5 separate regions of the Mus musculus genome follow, and all the other regions are linked to region 3. A link is a contact called in public Hi-C, HiCAR-type, HiChIP or PLAC-seq and promoter capture Hi-C data. All regions are on one chromosome and are shown on one strand. Each heading gives the region's core, a stretch centred on a gene start, on an enhancer-like site or on the middle of the called end of the contact. The rest is flanking DNA. Distances are from core to core; before and after follow the strand shown.

Region 1 (2,700 bases), core at 51-2,550, 330 kb after region 3:
TATTATGTGTGTGTGTGTTGTAGATAATAAAATAGTTAATAGTTGTCTGCTGCTTGTATGGTGAGCATTGAAATGTTAGCGTTACCAAACTTAAAAAGTCATTTTCATGAGAGTAAGTAAAAAAAAGTTTGGTGTTGAAAATCAAATATAAGTCAAAATATCTTTTGCGTGAATTTAATGCATGTTTAATGATTTATATTAACACACCCAATAGTCAAGAAAGCACTTAAACAAATAATGTGAAATAAAAATTCGAATTTAGTGACAAGAATCTGAGACTTTTCACATGGGATAAATAAGTTCATACATGAACATTTTAATATGTTTAGAAAACTCAAAATGACCCAATGAATAGGGTGTATGTTCAAGAACTAGTGCAGTAATTAAAACTCAATTGGCAATTTCATAAAATTAACCATAAAGAAGTGGGAATTATGCTTATAACTGAGGGAGAGAAATTGGTAGTCTCAGTTAGGAAAAAAAAGAAATTAAGTTATGCTTAGGAAAACTTTTACCTCTCTCTCTCTCAATATTTGTATAAAGAAAGCTTATTGAATAGCATCTGTTTTTTCTTCTATTATTCTACAAGTGATTTTTTGTGTGTGTGTGAATAACATGTAGCGGCAAATGTCAATTTGTGCTCAATTTGCCCCATATGAAAGTAAACTTTCATATATGGTAATTTCCAGAAGAGACAGATGGGTGCACACTGAGATACAAACCAGAGGTATGAATAAGTTTATATAATAGCAAAAGGTAGGGAGAGATTTATTCAATTTGGGATATAGATATGGAAAGAAGAGTCAAGAAAAATGTGCCAAGTAGATACCACTTAAGTTCTATCTTGCCTTTCAAGGTATTTAAAATGAGAGAGAAGGAAATATATGTCAAGTAAAATTGAAGAGAGTAGAATAAAAATATAGATCTAAATATATAATTATATCCCGAGAAAGTCAAGTGAAATCCAGGGTGCATTTATGGCAATGTTGTATTAGAAAAGATAGCAGATCTCTCCTGGGAATATTCAATTCACAAATGATCTGCCCTGCACCAGCTAGAAAATGAGAAATGAGCCAAAACTAAACTAGAATGGATGGTACCTCCAGCTGCACCGAGCACATCAAACAGAATCAAGACAACTTGGTAGAGAAAAACATGATAGAGGTCCTGAAGAGGCCATAGAGAGGACAAAACATGAACAAGAGACAGAAAAATGGACCTTGGAGTTCATGGAAGGTAATACAAGCATTCTCTTGGCTACTCACCCTACTAAAAATAGAAGTATCATCAGGGACATTTGGCAGGATACCAATGACCCTGAGCTCAGAGTTGAGGGAAGAATTCTCTAGTTAGTCATGTTTAGACTCAAGGGTGAATGACTTGATTCTGATGAGAGATTATATGATTTAGTGGCTAAGAGTTTAGACTCTGGAATTTGGCTGCCTTGTTCACCGACCACATCTGCGACAAGCTAGTTAATCTCTATCTATGTTGGTTTCCTCATTTCTAAAACAAGAGGGAACAATAGTGTCTTCCTCACAGAATTGTTATATGGATTAGAGTTATATATGTCAAGTGCTTAGAAGAGTCAGGATGGAGGCAAAGGTGCAAAAACATAGGGGAACCATTTTTAGATACAGTGTAAGTATTGGAAGGTTTGAGCAGAGAGCCATGAGGAAATCCACAGGTTAACAAAAACAGAAATCCTTTATTGTTCTGTAGGAGAAGACAAAGGAAGTCATTTATTACCGTCTAGTAGCTGTGGTTTTCTATAGAAGGTCGTGAAAAAGACTTAGTCACCTCCAAAGATCCAACTTAGGTCTTATAACATTTAAGAGGTGGGCCTTTGCGAAGGCTAAGTAGGTAGCATGGACTCTGCTTTCATGAACAGATAAACTTTATTTCTCCACAGTGGGTCAGGTCTAGTGGAGGTGGGGGTGGTAGATTTGTTCCATGAGAATCAGGTTATTATAAATAGAATCAGACAGACATAGTGATGCATGCCCCTACTCACAGGGCTCTGGGAGGCCAAGGCAGGAAGTTTGTCACAAATCCAAGGCTCACCTGGGTGACAGAGAGTAAATCTGTCTCAAAACAAACAATAACAGTAAAAACCCAAATCCAAACCAAAATAAAAATAAAAATAGTGAGTCTGGCTCCTCTCTGTCTCAACCCTTACTCACACAGAAGTCAATTTTGCACGTGACTGATTACACCTCTCCGCCATGTTGGAGTGCAGCCAGAAGGCCCTCACTAGAGGCCAGATAGCTGGGGCTGCCTGACTTTATACTTCTTTCTCTTTTATCCCTCCTTGTTTTTTTTCTGAGAATGTCATGCTCCTACATTAGTGTATTTTGGTCAGATTCTCACCCTACCTTTCTCATCCAATTCCTCTTCTATTCCAACCATCCTTTCCCCTCCTCCTTTCATGAGCTCTGTTTTTTAAACATACTGAGTCCATTTAGGGTTGCCTACACAGATGTAGAACCGACTATTGGAGTATGGTAGTCTCTCAGGAGCGGCATCCCCGAAGACAACTGACTCCTCTGGCCCTAGCAGCCATCACTTGCCAATAGGGTACCAGCTAGGGGTGGGAGAATGTAATTCCAAACCAAATCTCTAAAACAATAAGCTAAATATATTTTCTTTGTAAATCCCCACATTCAGATATTTTACTATACCAAAACAAAAATAAACTAA
Region 2 (2,880 bases), core at 37-2,536, 390 kb after region 3:
ATTATAATTAGGGTCATCTATAAGTAAAAGGATATGAGGAGTCAGCTGAAAAGCATGGTTTCTGAGAAGGTGGGTTGATCATTCAGACCTGAACTTTATTGACACCTTAGGAACTAAGGTTCTAGAAAATCTCTTCCATAAAATATGAAAGGTGAAAAACAAAATTCTCAATTTTTCATTGCTACCACAAATAGATGAAGTCTGGTTACATTACAAAGAGATGATTAATTCCAGTGGGCCAGTTGTTTGTGTGAGTGTGTGTACATATAAGCCAAAATTCAGCCTCTGATGTCACTCCTCAGGAGGGATTTAACTTGCTTTTACTTCAGGCTGGGTCTCTTACTGGGGCATTGGGCTCATCACTGAGGCTAGGCAGGCTGGTCAGTGGTCCACAGGGGCACTCTTGTTTCTGCTTTCACAATCTGGAAGTGACAGGCACACACTGTCACATTTGCTCTTTTATGTGAGGGTGAACTTGGGTCCTCAGGTTTACATGGCAAGCACTTTACTAATAGATCTTTCTCCCTAAGCCCCAATGTCTCTCAGGCATTTTCTTAAATCATCTTGAGAGATTTATCTTCCAAACAATGATAATAATTAATGGGTAATAATAAATGAATAGTTTTGAATGAAATCTGGTATTTCTAAAATGTTTCTGTAGTATGTTTGGTAATATCTTTCATTGGCTATCACTTTTTCTTCTCATCTCTCTTCGCTACCTTTCTGTTCAAACAGATGAAGAAGAAGAAGAAGAAGAAGAAGAAGAAGAAGAAGAAGAAGAAGAAGAAGAAGAAGAAGAAGAAGAAGAAGAAGAAGAAGAAACTCAAAAATTTGCTAGCATCTTCAAAACTCAAAAATCAAACAGGGCTGAATCTATAAGAAAGAATCATCTAAGATGAGAAGTTGATGCCCAAGGTTCATCTTCTGGTTTTCCAATATCCAGTTGCCTCCATTACGTATGAGTATGATTCCCACCGCAGAAGGTCTCACTGGCTCAGGATCCTAATTCTCCCTCTAAATACCACAAGTGCCATGGGAATCCAGAATCCTCATCCTCCTACAACCTCAACTGAAATATATATTCATGAAGGGAATAATCAAGAGGTCCATCCTGTCTACTTTTCTAGTCCTTCCCATCATCCACTCTCCCACATGCACACACATACTCAACACACCCTTGGCTAGTAGTACAGTTGTTTTTATTTCAATGGTAAGACATGATTCAGGACAGGAAATGAGAATTCTGTTAGATGAGAAGAGCAGTCATCTCATCCCAGTATTGGAGGCACTGCCTTTTCATTTCCTGTGACTCACAGTTCTTTCTCTTTGGCATCTTGTAAGAGGGAGGTGAGGAGGGAAAACCTTGTTTTGACAAAGAAAGAGAAAAGTGAAGTAGAAAAATCAACTGTAAAATGTTGAGCAATGAATATATGGAGTCATTTAAGGCCCCTGGTCTGAAAATCTCGTTCATCTTAGTTGACTTTGTAGTAATAGAATTCATGATTACATTTTCCAGGTGGATTCAGTATACAACATGTTTCATATATTAAAGCAAGTGTTGCTGTTTCTGAGGTAGCATTATGTAGAATGATAATATCTTAGCAGTCATTTGTAATGGAGAAACAAGAAGTAATTCAATCTATTCAACACTGTGACCTGATAAGAAGGCTAATGAACAGACCATTATACATTATAATTGTGCAATCACAGCTGAGAAAGGGGTATAGTATTACAAGAACATGAAGAGCAGGGAGCAGAGAATGAAGGCTTAATTTTTGCAAGAGAGGAGATTGAGATTTGGAGATCCCTCATTCATTCAAAAACTGGTAAACACCTACTGTGTACTATATACCAAGCCAGGCTCTGGTTTTGTGGGTTTGGGAAATACAACAAATAAAGTCCTAGCTCTTGGCACTGAAAGTGTAGCAGAGAAGAAAATTTACAAACTTTATTTAGTAGCATAAAGAAAAGGAATGATAATTAAGAAGATTGCCAAAGATGTCTAGTTTAGATTGGCTTATGAGGGAGTACTATGTGCAAAATAATTTATAAATGGGGCTATCAATAACAGTAAGGAAAGACTGAGCAAATAATAATAATGCCAAATTAGTGAAGCATATTGGTCTGGAGGGAACTAGCAAAGACAAAGTCAAAAATACAAAGAAAAGAGAAAGGGTTGAGAAGCAAGAGACACGGGCAATGCTGTATCGTGACAGGATACACTGAGAAAACAAAATACAATGATCATCAGTCCAAGAGGTCAGAACGACCAGATTCTTAAAAGATGCCTTTAATTCAGAGTAGAGACACAACAGAAGAAACAGCAGAAGAGTGAGGAGTCAAAGCTTTGAAGTAGGAGAAGGAGAAATTAGCTTAGTCAGCAGGTCAGCAGTGGGTTAGAAACTCAACAAGTAAAAGGATTCACAACAGTTTTAAAAGTGGGATAGGCCATATTTAGGGGCAGGCAGATGCTAAGGTTTAGGTGTGTGGGGTCCCTCTTCCTTTCTCTCCTCAGCATGTCCCTTACTCAGGATCTCTATACCCAAAGTTCTAAGTAAACAAAGCTTTCTTGAACTCTCACCTGTAATCCTTCCCAGATATCTCAAACTTTATGTATTAGATACCGAATATTATGTCTTACTAAAACCTTCAGTTCCCATTAGTAAATACCATCTCTGTGGATGTATATATCTTGTCCTGATAGAAGACAGAGACTGGACAGGGCATTACCTAAAAAGACAAAGACATATCCCAAACAGATGGACCATTTATAGGGCTAAAATTCTCCAAAGTCCCGAATAAAACTAAAATACTTTAGAAAATAATTATATTGTAGAAAACAAAACAAAAAATATTATGGAAGAGCTGCACAAAATAAGA
Region 3 (2,898 bases), core at 302-2,801:
GAGACTTCTCCACAATCCTTTCCACTCCGTCTGCATCGCTGTGGTAGCTGTGACCAGTGGAAAGACTGGGTCTACCGGGCAGGACCTTTCTGGGCATCCTAGACTATCGGGCATCCTGGAACAGAAGCGCTGGGGTTGGCAGACTGCTTTTTAGGTACTTAAAGATTCTCTGGGGGAAGATCTGGGGGGCCGGGAAGCGGGAGTCCCTTTTAGTTGCCTGGTTTAGCAAATAGTACCTTAGGGTGATGCTTTTCAAGCTCCGCGACACTTCCTGGAGCGGAATCATTTATCCAACATCGGAAGCAACAAGTTTCGCTTTTCTGGTCTCAGTGACCCCGCGGAGGGGCTGCGCACTGGGACACGGTGACGCTGCGCCCACTGTGATTCTAGCGTGTCCCAGCAGCCCAGAGGGAGGAGGGCACCCACGCCGGGTGGGGGAAGGAGCGGTGCGACACCGTGCAGGCCAGATGGGCTTACCAGCTCTGCAAATGAATTTTCCTGCACCAGGACCTTGTTCCTTGTTCCCCGACCTTGCTCCAGGGACCAGAAAGGTCAGGTGCGGGACAGGACTGGGCGCACCCAGACAGAACGTGGCCAGATCAAGAAAAGAGGTGAGAGTCTATGGAGTTTTGCAAGGAAGCCACCAATTTGGAGAAACATTTCCCCTTCGTTTTTGCAGTGTGTGTGTATGAGTGTGTGCTTTGTGTATGTGCGCGCACTCATTTCTTTCAAACATATATACACTTTTTTTTTTTTTTTTTTTTTTAATCCTGGGGTTGGAGAAAGCGGAGCCAGGGAGAGGCGGGGACCTTAGAGTAACGCTGTGCCGCGAGGTCTCCCGCGGGTGTAGACGTGGGCGGTTGCGGCTTTGGGCCAAATCTGAGCACCGGCAACTAGTGGGGCTTAGGGACCCGGCAACCGCGAGTAGGCCAGGGGTGCGGGGAGGAGCCCTGATGTAAGAATGTTAATGAGAGGCTCCCCCAGCCCAGCCCCCACCCCGCCCCACCCCCACCCACCCCACCCGTTGCAGAGACAAGCCCGGCCTCGGCGCGCCATGTGTGGTAACGCGCTGCGCCGCTGCCACGCTATTTAAACCCCGGCTATGGATCCAGAAAGCCGCGCGAATCAATGGGATCAAACGCGAAGGAGGTGCACCGTCAATTACAAGCACTTGGACAAGTTTAACTTTTTTTTTTCTTTTACAAATAAGGCCTTCAAACGCAACCTTAGCAACGCCCAAATAAGAAGCCACCTCTAAGCCAAATAGCCTATGTGCAAAGGGAGGGAGAATATATATATTGATAATAAGTCTATATGTATATTACAGACGCACAGGTTTACATTCTGTGAACTTTTTTCTTTCTTTCTTTGCTTTAAAATTTTTTTTTTTATTTTTTAAACCTAGGGACATTGTAGAGGAATCTTCCTATCTTTTGGCGAGTTACTGAAGGGGGTATTCTGTTTTCTTGGAGCGCCCAAGGGGGCGCAGGGACAGAGGAAAGAAAAGAGCTGGGAGGAAAAGGGCAGGGTGGGTGGGGGGCAGAGGGCGAGCCGGCGGCCAGGGCGAGCGCTTGCTGGCAACACGATGCGGTCCTTGCTGCTGTTCACTTTCTCGGCGTGCGTGCTGCTGGCCCGGGTGCTGCTGGCTGGCGGCGCGAGCAGCGGCGCCGGGGACACCCGGCCAGGCAGCAGGCGCCGGGCGAGAGAGGCGCTGGCGGCTCAAAAGATCGAGGTGCTTGTTCTATTGCCCCGGGACGATTCGTACTTGTTCTCGCTGGCCCGGGTGAGGCCGGCCATCGAGTACGCGCTGCGTAGCGTGGAGGGCAATGGCACCGGGAGGAAGCTGCTGCCGCCAGGCACTCGCTTCCAGGTGGCCTACGAAGACTCGGACTGCGGCAACCGCGCGCTCTTCAGTCTTGTGGACCGCGTGGCGGCGGCGCGCGGCGCCAAGCCGGATCTCATCCTGGGGCCCGTGTGCGAGTACGCGGCGGCGCCGGTGGCTCGGCTGGCGTCTCACTGGGACCTGCCGATGCTGTCCGCAGGAGCGCTGGCCGCCGGTTTCCAGCACAAGGACACGGAATACTCGCACCTCACGCGCGTGGCGCCTGCCTACGCCAAGATGGGAGAGATGATGCTCGCTCTGTTTCGCCACCACCACTGGAGCCGTGCAGCCCTGGTCTACAGCGACGACAAACTCGAGAGGAACTGTTATTTCACCCTCGAGGGGGTCCACGAGGTTTTTCAGGAGGAGGGGTTGCACACGTCTGCCTACAATTTCGACGAGACCAAAGACTTGGACCTGGACGACATAGTGCGCTACATCCAAGGCAGCGAGCGAGGTGAGCGGGAGCGGGACCAGGGGGGTCCTTGGCTCTGACTCAGCGGTTCTCAGTGGCTCTCCCCCAAACCCCACCAAGTCAATCTTCTGCAGACCCCACCCTTCCCCGTAACCCAAGGACCCGTGGAGGTCGCGCGGGGGCTTGTCCAAGTGTGAGCTGCCTGATCCAGGGACGGGTGGAGGATAGCCCATCGCGGTGGAAGGGGTGTGCCTACACAGTCTCGGGGAGGTGGATCTGGCCAGTCGAGGGAACGTCTGAGCCGCTTGCTAGCGCCATCCCAGGTATGACAGGTGTGGCTAAACACCAAGGGTTTTCCCCCTCTTCGACAGCTCCGGAGTCCCGTGAGTTCCAGGAATTCCCTACTCTGTCCATTGCAGTCGCGCGCCCCCTGGCAGGGCCACAGCGTCTGGGGACGCCCCAGCAGTCTCGCAGCTTCTTGACTAGCTGGGGGTTGGGACGCATCTCCTGGCTCCCCTGGCTGCTCTTTCCACTGACCCTAGGTCTCTTTTTAAAGCCTTCCTTTTAGATTCCTTCCATGCCCTTTCTAGTGTCTTACAAG
Region 4 (2,859 bases), core at 237-2,736, 370 kb after region 3:
TATTCCAATGTGTGTGTGTGTGTGTGTGTGTGTGTGTGTGTTATATATCTGCATTTGTATTGCCTTGTGATCTATGTTGTTTTTATTTTTACAGGTTATAAGGCCAAGCAGTATAGAATAACAAGATTAGAAGATATCAGAACTGGACTTTTTTTTATTTTTGAAGCTATGAAGAGCAAAGATCCCCCATGCTAATCAGCACAGGAGGTATAAAGAATTGGACAGCCAGGTGTGGTGGCTCACTTGGGAGGCAGAGGCAGGCGGATTTCTGAGTTGGAGGCCAGCCTGGTCTACAAAGTGAGTTCCAGGACAGCCATGGATACAGAGAGAAACCCTGTCTCAACCCCCCCCCCCAAAGAATCTGACAGAATGCAGAAGTACATACAAAATGAAAGTGCTACATAATTAGAATTGAAATAAATATTTCCAGTTCATTTCTTTCATACAAAGTGGCTCCCAATTCCTAGCGCTATTTGAACTATACATTAATGCTACTTTTCACAGATTCTATGCAAGGTAGGCAGGGCAGGCATATGCTTTTCTTTACATTTATTTATGTATTTATTGTTCATGTGCATGTGTGAAGGTGTGTACATGACATGGAATATGTATGGAGGCCAGAGAATAAAACTTGTGGAAATTGGTTGTCTCCTCCTACTATATAGAGTCAGGAGATCAAACTCAAGAAGCCAGGCTTAGCAGCCCTCAGTCACTGAGACAAGTTGCTGGCCCCGGATACATTTCTTATCCTTATTTAGTAGATAAGGGACTAAGATGTAAAGGGTTTTTATAAGGAATCAGAATTATTTAATAGACAAAACAGAAGAAAAATCCAGGTCTCCCAACCTCCAGGTGCTTATTAATGGAATATTTTACTTGAAACCAAAAATTGTTGCATACTGCAACACCAAATACTGTAAAAGGGATGGAGCATACACAGAAGGCATCCACAGCAGTGTCAATAGCACTGCCGCTGTCCTAACAAGTGACATTGACTCTGCTGTTTGTCAGGTGACCCGTACAGTAGCAAACTCCCCTTGCTTCAGAACAATCCCTTTGAATGACAGAGAGTGGAAACTCTAGTTCACAAGCATCTGGTTCTACCCAGGCTCCTCCTGAGGACTTATGCTTGCAATGATCCTAGCCCATCCAGTTAGAAAGAAAAGAAAGGCAAAGATCATAAGGTTTTTAAAGGGGAGAAATTAATTGGACCCTATTTTGTTTTGTCAGCCAGAAAGAGAAAAATCCACGTCCAGGTGCTTGCCTAAGACCAAAGAAATAAATTATACACACCAAGTCCCACACATTCTAAAATAAGGCTTTATGAGGTGTCAGATTGTGAACTGACTTTCCCTAGCTGAGATCCCTACCAAATGGTTTTATGTGGCTTGTAATTCAAATGTTTAGTCTGCGGGAGTCAAGGAAGAAGGGAATTCTCCCTGAACGGAAGCCTTGCAAAGAGCTGAGTCACTTGGCTTCATGGGGCTCGGCACAGGCTGGACCTTCGCCCACAAAGAGGAGGGAAGGACAGTGGGTCTGAGAGTGACCAGTGAGGGACGCAGTGCAAAGACAATTGTGCTGTCAAACCTTGTGAAGTTCTCCCAGGCTTTAATTTATCTGCTTGGTATAGGCAATGATGCCAACTGAAAAGAGCTGGGGTTCCAACGTGTTTTATCTTTAAAAGAGAAGAAGAGGAAGAAGAAGAAGAAGAAGAAGAAGAAGAAGAAGAAGAAGAAGAAGAAGAAGAAGAAGAAGAAGAAGAAGAAGAAGAGGAGGAGGAGGAGGAGGAGGAGAGGAGGAGGAGGAGGAGAAGAAGAAGAAGAAGAAGAAGAAGAAGAAGAAGAAGAAGAAGAAGAAGAAGAAGAAGAAGAAGAAGAAGAAGAAAAGGAAGAAGAGGAAGAAGAGGAAGAAGAGGAAGAAGAAGAAGAGGAAGAAGAAGAAGAAGAAGAAGAAGAAGAAGAAGAAGAAGAAGAAGAAGAAGAAGAAGAAGAAGAAGAAGAAGAAGAAGAAGAGAAACAAAATTGGCAAAAATGCTCTTGAATTGTCTTTTTTTCCACAAGAAGCAGAGAGACCTTGTATGTTACACGAAACACCATCAATGAGATCAGAGACTGAAGGACATCTAGAACAGGGTCTGAGGGATGGTCCTCACTTGTGTAGGACTCACTTACAGGGTTACAAATACCCATTCTAAGCCTTTCCTTAAAATTATGATTCAAAGGAGATCCATTTAGGATCTGCACGTTAACACTACGTATTCATCTGTGAGTTTGATGTAGATGGCATGGAGACCCTAAGCAGAAACACTGGCCTTATCCAGCTCTGTTGGTTTCCTAATGAAGGAAAACTACTCCAGCACTGAAGCAATAGTGGGTACCAACACCAAAATTCCATATTTTTTCTCTGCTTTTGTCAAGTGATGACATCAAAATGACTAATTATTCCAACAAGCATTTAATGAAAGCTACTTAACTTTATTAACAGAAGACAGCCACATTAAAAAGTCTTCAGAAAAACTACTGTGTTCCACTTCATTATGAACAGTGAGGATTTAAGATAATACAGCAGTGATGGTGGGAACTTAGATTTGTAGCCTCATTTAGCTGAACATAATTAACTTTATAAATAGATCTCACCAAATGTGACCACACTGCTCTTGTATGACTGTTCCGACTCCCAATTTGTTTGTGTAACCAGGTGTGCCTCAACTGCTTTATCAAGGGAGTGTGACGGGATTTTCCCTGTCCAATTATGTTAAAATATTTGTGCAGCAGGAGGCCTGTGATTGGACAGGGAAGGGAGGTGGAGCTAAGAGCTACAGAGACAGAGGAGAAGGCAAGATGGAGGTGAAAGAACAGG
Region 5 (2,700 bases), core at 71-2,570, 450 kb after region 3:
AAGGTACTCTGCCGAAGTTCACATTCTGTAATGTACTCTAAGCAAGAGTTTAACTTTGTTATTACTTCCATCAAATCACAGGTATATATATGGAAGGAATGGCTCAGTGTTAAAGAGCACTGACAGTTCTCCCAGAGGACCCCGGTTATAGTCCCTGTAGCTGTGTGTCCTGTAACTTCAGTTCTAAGGAATCTGACCCCCTCTTCTGACTTCTTCAGGCACTACATGCACAGAGATACCTATCCCACAAAATAAGTAAAAATTAATCAGGTTTATTATTTTTGACTGTAGTTAAAAACAAGGCAATCACCTTAGGTTATATAACTTGGGAAGGTTTGTGTCATTTAAAGATGAGGCCTATATACAAGTCTAACTTGATTATAAAAGTAGTTAAAACAACAACAAAAAAGTGCCCATGTATAACCACAACTTGAAAATACAGAGAGAACTGTGTGCTTACTTTTGAATAGCTCGTGCACATTAATGTAATCAAGGGAGAAAAAGTGTTGGAAAGACTAAAAATACATATTTCTAGTAATGCAAATAGTGTTTATGACCCTATTTATAAGCTTTTAAAGACGTTGTTAGCACTGGGTACCAAGTCAGTTTCTAGCCAGGTCCTGGCAATGAAGTAATTCTCACAGTTAATAAAATACATAGTGAGAACAGGATATGAATTTATGCCTCCTGAGAATTATTGCACTCACAAACGAGCATGCCAGCATAGCAGCTTTGGGCACCTCCAAGGACAGAAAACACCTGGAGGCTAGTTTAACACAGGAAGAAGCTGCAGAAGCAGATAGACCACCTTCCAGGTGGCTGACAAGAGTTGCTTTCTTGGGGAAGCCAAAGGACCCTGAAAGGAGGTGAATGTGCTGGAGATACCAGGAAGTCATGTGGAAATAGGAGATGGGTTGTTTTTTTAAAGGGAAAAACTGTAGTTTGAGGTTGTCACATAATCTACATAAACTAAACAGACCCAGAAGAATAATATAAATGGGGAATTTTTACTCACTCTTGAGTGAGTAACATCGTAAACTCTCTTCCTGTTCTTTTCAGTGTTCCAGGAGGTGACAGGGGTGTGGAGAACAATAGATTCTCACATTTGCTTACAGTATATTTGCTCTGGGGCTGATTGTGTCAGGTATGAATCCAGTATAAGTTGGAGGAAAGGGCGAGGAGATGAGCAAACCCTTCCCCAAAGAGCAATGAACACTGAGAAACAAAGGCTGTAACGTGAACGACTGAGACGTGTAGATCGCAGAACTTGTGGGTGAGTCATCGCTCCATCACTACAGAGACACTAAAGGTCATGTTACTGGCAGTATGGAAAGCCTACGGAAGAAAAATCCCCAGTTTGTTATACTCTGTAGTACATGTGCTGTACAGAATGATACCAGTGGAAAATTTCCATTTAAAAATATGGAAATGACAGAAACTTCTAGAATACCGAAAAAAAAAATCACCACCGAGAGGTGGGACTCAAGGGTGGAGAAGAAATTCCACATGAAGGCCATTGCTTTCATTGTAAAGCTCACATATTTCATCTTGAACATGCTTCTTCAAGTCTATATTTCTCAATGCTTTTAATAAAACACAGTTTATGAACATAAATTGAAAACTTAGCCACCATGAAATGAGACAGAGAATTACGCAAATGAGCTAGGAAGGGCATGATTATTGTATTAGAAAGCAATTGCTCTGAGGGCTAATTAGCAGGCAGAGCGCAGTTGAAAAGAAGAAAACAAATTTCTTGCAGTGCTGCATGGGCATGAATAATTGTTTTTATATGTACAGATGTTCTGCGTGTATTATGTGTGTGCAGCAACTATGTGCCTGGGGCCCATGGAGGCCAGCACGGGGGCTTAAAGCCCCTGGAACTGAAGTTACAGCCAGTTATAAGTCACCATATAGGGGCTGGAAGTTGATTCTGGGTCATCTTGAAGAGTGACCAGTACACACATATACACATACATGTGGGTGCACACACACATACACACACACACACACACACACACACACACACACACACAGAGAGAGAGAGAGAGAGAGAGAGAGAGAGAGAGAGAGAGTAAAAGGATGGTGATTTAAGAACACCATCAATGCCTTAAGGCTCCAGGGCAGACCCACTGACTCAGAGTCTGTACTGTTGATATCAAAGTGTCTATGTTCCTAAAGTTGTACGACTAATTATAATACCTCACCACAGGGTTGGCACTATGGTATGTATGCCTGTAAACCCAGAACTTGGGAAGCTGAGACAGGACTCTTACAAGTTTAAGCCTTGCCTATGCTACATATGAAGACCCTGTTTCAAAAACAAACAAAAAAAAAAAAAGGAAAAAAAAAGATTTTAAAAAGTCACTTAAGAGCGTGTAAGGCAATCCATGGATATAAGTCTGCCTAGTCTTTGCTGTTTGTGAAAGAGCACTGAGGTCCACATTAAGCATTTGAGGGTGAAGCCAGTCTTTGACCACATGTTCTCCATATGACGTGAGCAAGTTCCTGTGGATCCTATGGGAGGTTTTGTTTCCTTACTTGTAAAGTTCACAGAACAATACACCTCCTCACTCACACTTTTATATGCGTTAAACCACCACTTAGCATGCCATGCCAGAGAGATTGGGCGGAAATACTTCAAATACTATCTGCTTAGAGTTTACCACCTCTGGAGCACGTTGTTTTCATCAGTCCTGTTAG

The links. Promoter capture Hi-C pulls out the DNA fragments that hold promoters and counts their contacts. A called contact is a pair of places that touch in the nucleus more often than the background predicts. HiCAR-type assays count read pairs that join an accessible place to other places. HiChIP or PLAC-seq counts read pairs in DNA pulled down with a chosen protein or histone mark.
Region 1: a HiCAR-type map of fibro-adipogenic progenitors shows a contact between it and region 3, with 6 times the contacts expected there. The contact joins the enhancer-like site here to the promoter of Npr3 in region 3. A contact is called at or near these places in 18 of 39 promoter capture datasets (the 3T3-L1 cell line, 3T3-L1-derived adipocytes, the C10 cell line and 11 more), 2 of 15 datasets of contacts at CTCF or cohesin (the NIH/3T3 cell line and stem cell-derived epiblast-like cells), 42 of 484 Hi-C or Micro-C datasets (the AML12 cell line, B cells, the C2C12 cell line and 21 more), 21 of 115 datasets of contacts at active chromatin or transcription factors (the NIH/3T3 cell line, craniofacial prominence, embryonic basal ganglia and 11 more) and 5 of 9 other capture datasets (adipose tissue, embryonic stem cells, liver and 2 more).
Region 2: an H3K27ac HiChIP or PLAC-seq map of the NIH/3T3 cell line shows a contact between it and region 3, with 6 times the contacts expected there. The contact joins the enhancer-like site here to the promoter of Npr3 in region 3. A contact is called at or near these places in 6 of 39 promoter capture datasets (the 3T3-L1 cell line, the C10 cell line, frontonasal cranial neural crest and 3 more), 1 of 15 datasets of contacts at CTCF or cohesin (the NIH/3T3 cell line), 2 of 484 Hi-C or Micro-C datasets (liver and reprogramming fibroblasts), 9 of 115 datasets of contacts at active chromatin or transcription factors (the NIH/3T3 cell line, craniofacial prominence, embryonic forebrain and 5 more) and 4 of 9 other capture datasets (embryonic stem cells, liver, macrophages and 1 more).
Region 4: a Hi-C map of tail fibroblasts shows a contact between it and region 3, with 5 times the contacts expected there. The contact joins the enhancer-like site here to the promoter of Npr3 in region 3. A contact is called at or near these places in 14 of 39 promoter capture datasets (the 3T3-L1 cell line, 3T3-L1-derived adipocytes, the C10 cell line and 8 more), 1 of 15 datasets of contacts at CTCF or cohesin (pro-B cells), 6 of 484 Hi-C or Micro-C datasets (reprogramming fibroblasts, tail fibroblasts and uterus), 14 of 115 datasets of contacts at active chromatin or transcription factors (the 230-238 cell line, bone marrow-derived macrophages, cardiomyocytes and 8 more) and 5 of 9 other capture datasets (adipose tissue, embryonic stem cells, liver and 2 more).
Region 5: a contact with region 3 is called in a promoter capture Hi-C map of trophoblast stem cells, with 9 times the contacts expected there. The contact joins the enhancer-like site here to the promoter of Npr3 in region 3. A contact is called at or near these places in 15 of 39 promoter capture datasets (the 3T3-L1 cell line, 3T3-L1-derived adipocytes, the C10 cell line and 10 more), 2 of 484 Hi-C or Micro-C datasets (both in embryonic stem cells), 15 of 115 datasets of contacts at active chromatin or transcription factors (cardiomyocytes, craniofacial prominence, embryonic forebrain and 5 more) and 4 of 9 other capture datasets (adipose tissue, embryonic stem cells, liver and 1 more).

Annotation. Positions count from the first base shown.
Region 1 is chr15:11,573,186-11,575,885 of GRCm38.p6, reverse strand. No RefSeq gene overlaps it. Among named protein-coding and RNA genes, the nearest start is that of Gm41271, 130 kb to the left of the region's middle. Within about 2 kb of position 1,300, at least 22 of the 459 cell types and tissues checked have an H3K27ac peak or open chromatin away from gene starts, as enhancers often do. A contact at or near this core is called in the C2C12 cell line, adipose-derived mesenchymal stem cells, cancer-associated fibroblasts and 3 more, where this site is marked.
Region 2 is chr15:11,517,602-11,520,481 of GRCm38.p6, reverse strand. No RefSeq gene overlaps it. Among named protein-coding and RNA genes, the nearest start is that of Tars, 120 kb to the right of the region's middle. Within about 2 kb of position 1,286, at least 19 of the 459 cell types and tissues checked have an H3K27ac peak or open chromatin away from gene starts, as enhancers often do. A contact at or near this core is called in the NIH/3T3 cell line, where this site is marked.
Region 3 is chr15:11,904,327-11,907,224 of GRCm38.p6, reverse strand. It overlaps Npr3 (natriuretic peptide receptor 3), which reads left to right and starts at 1,551. Exons shown (of 8, transcript NM_008728.2): 1 at 1,551-2,339. The coding sequence starts at 1,586. Gm5144 (predicted gene 5144) reads right to left here and starts at 700. Exons shown (of 2, transcript NR_131059.1): 1 at 237-700; 2 at 1-115.
Region 4 is chr15:11,534,893-11,537,751 of GRCm38.p6, reverse strand. No RefSeq gene overlaps it. Among named protein-coding and RNA genes, the nearest start is that of Tars, 140 kb to the right of the region's middle. Within about 2 kb of position 1,486, at least 12 of the 459 cell types and tissues checked have an H3K27ac peak or open chromatin away from gene starts, as enhancers often do. A contact at or near this core is called in tail fibroblasts, where this site is marked.
Region 5 is chr15:11,456,046-11,458,745 of GRCm38.p6, reverse strand. No RefSeq gene overlaps it. Among named protein-coding and RNA genes, the nearest start is that of Tars, 58 kb to the right of the region's middle. Within about 2 kb of position 1,320, at least 32 of the 459 cell types and tissues checked have an H3K27ac peak or open chromatin away from gene starts, as enhancers often do. A contact at or near this core is called in trophoblast stem cells, where this site is marked.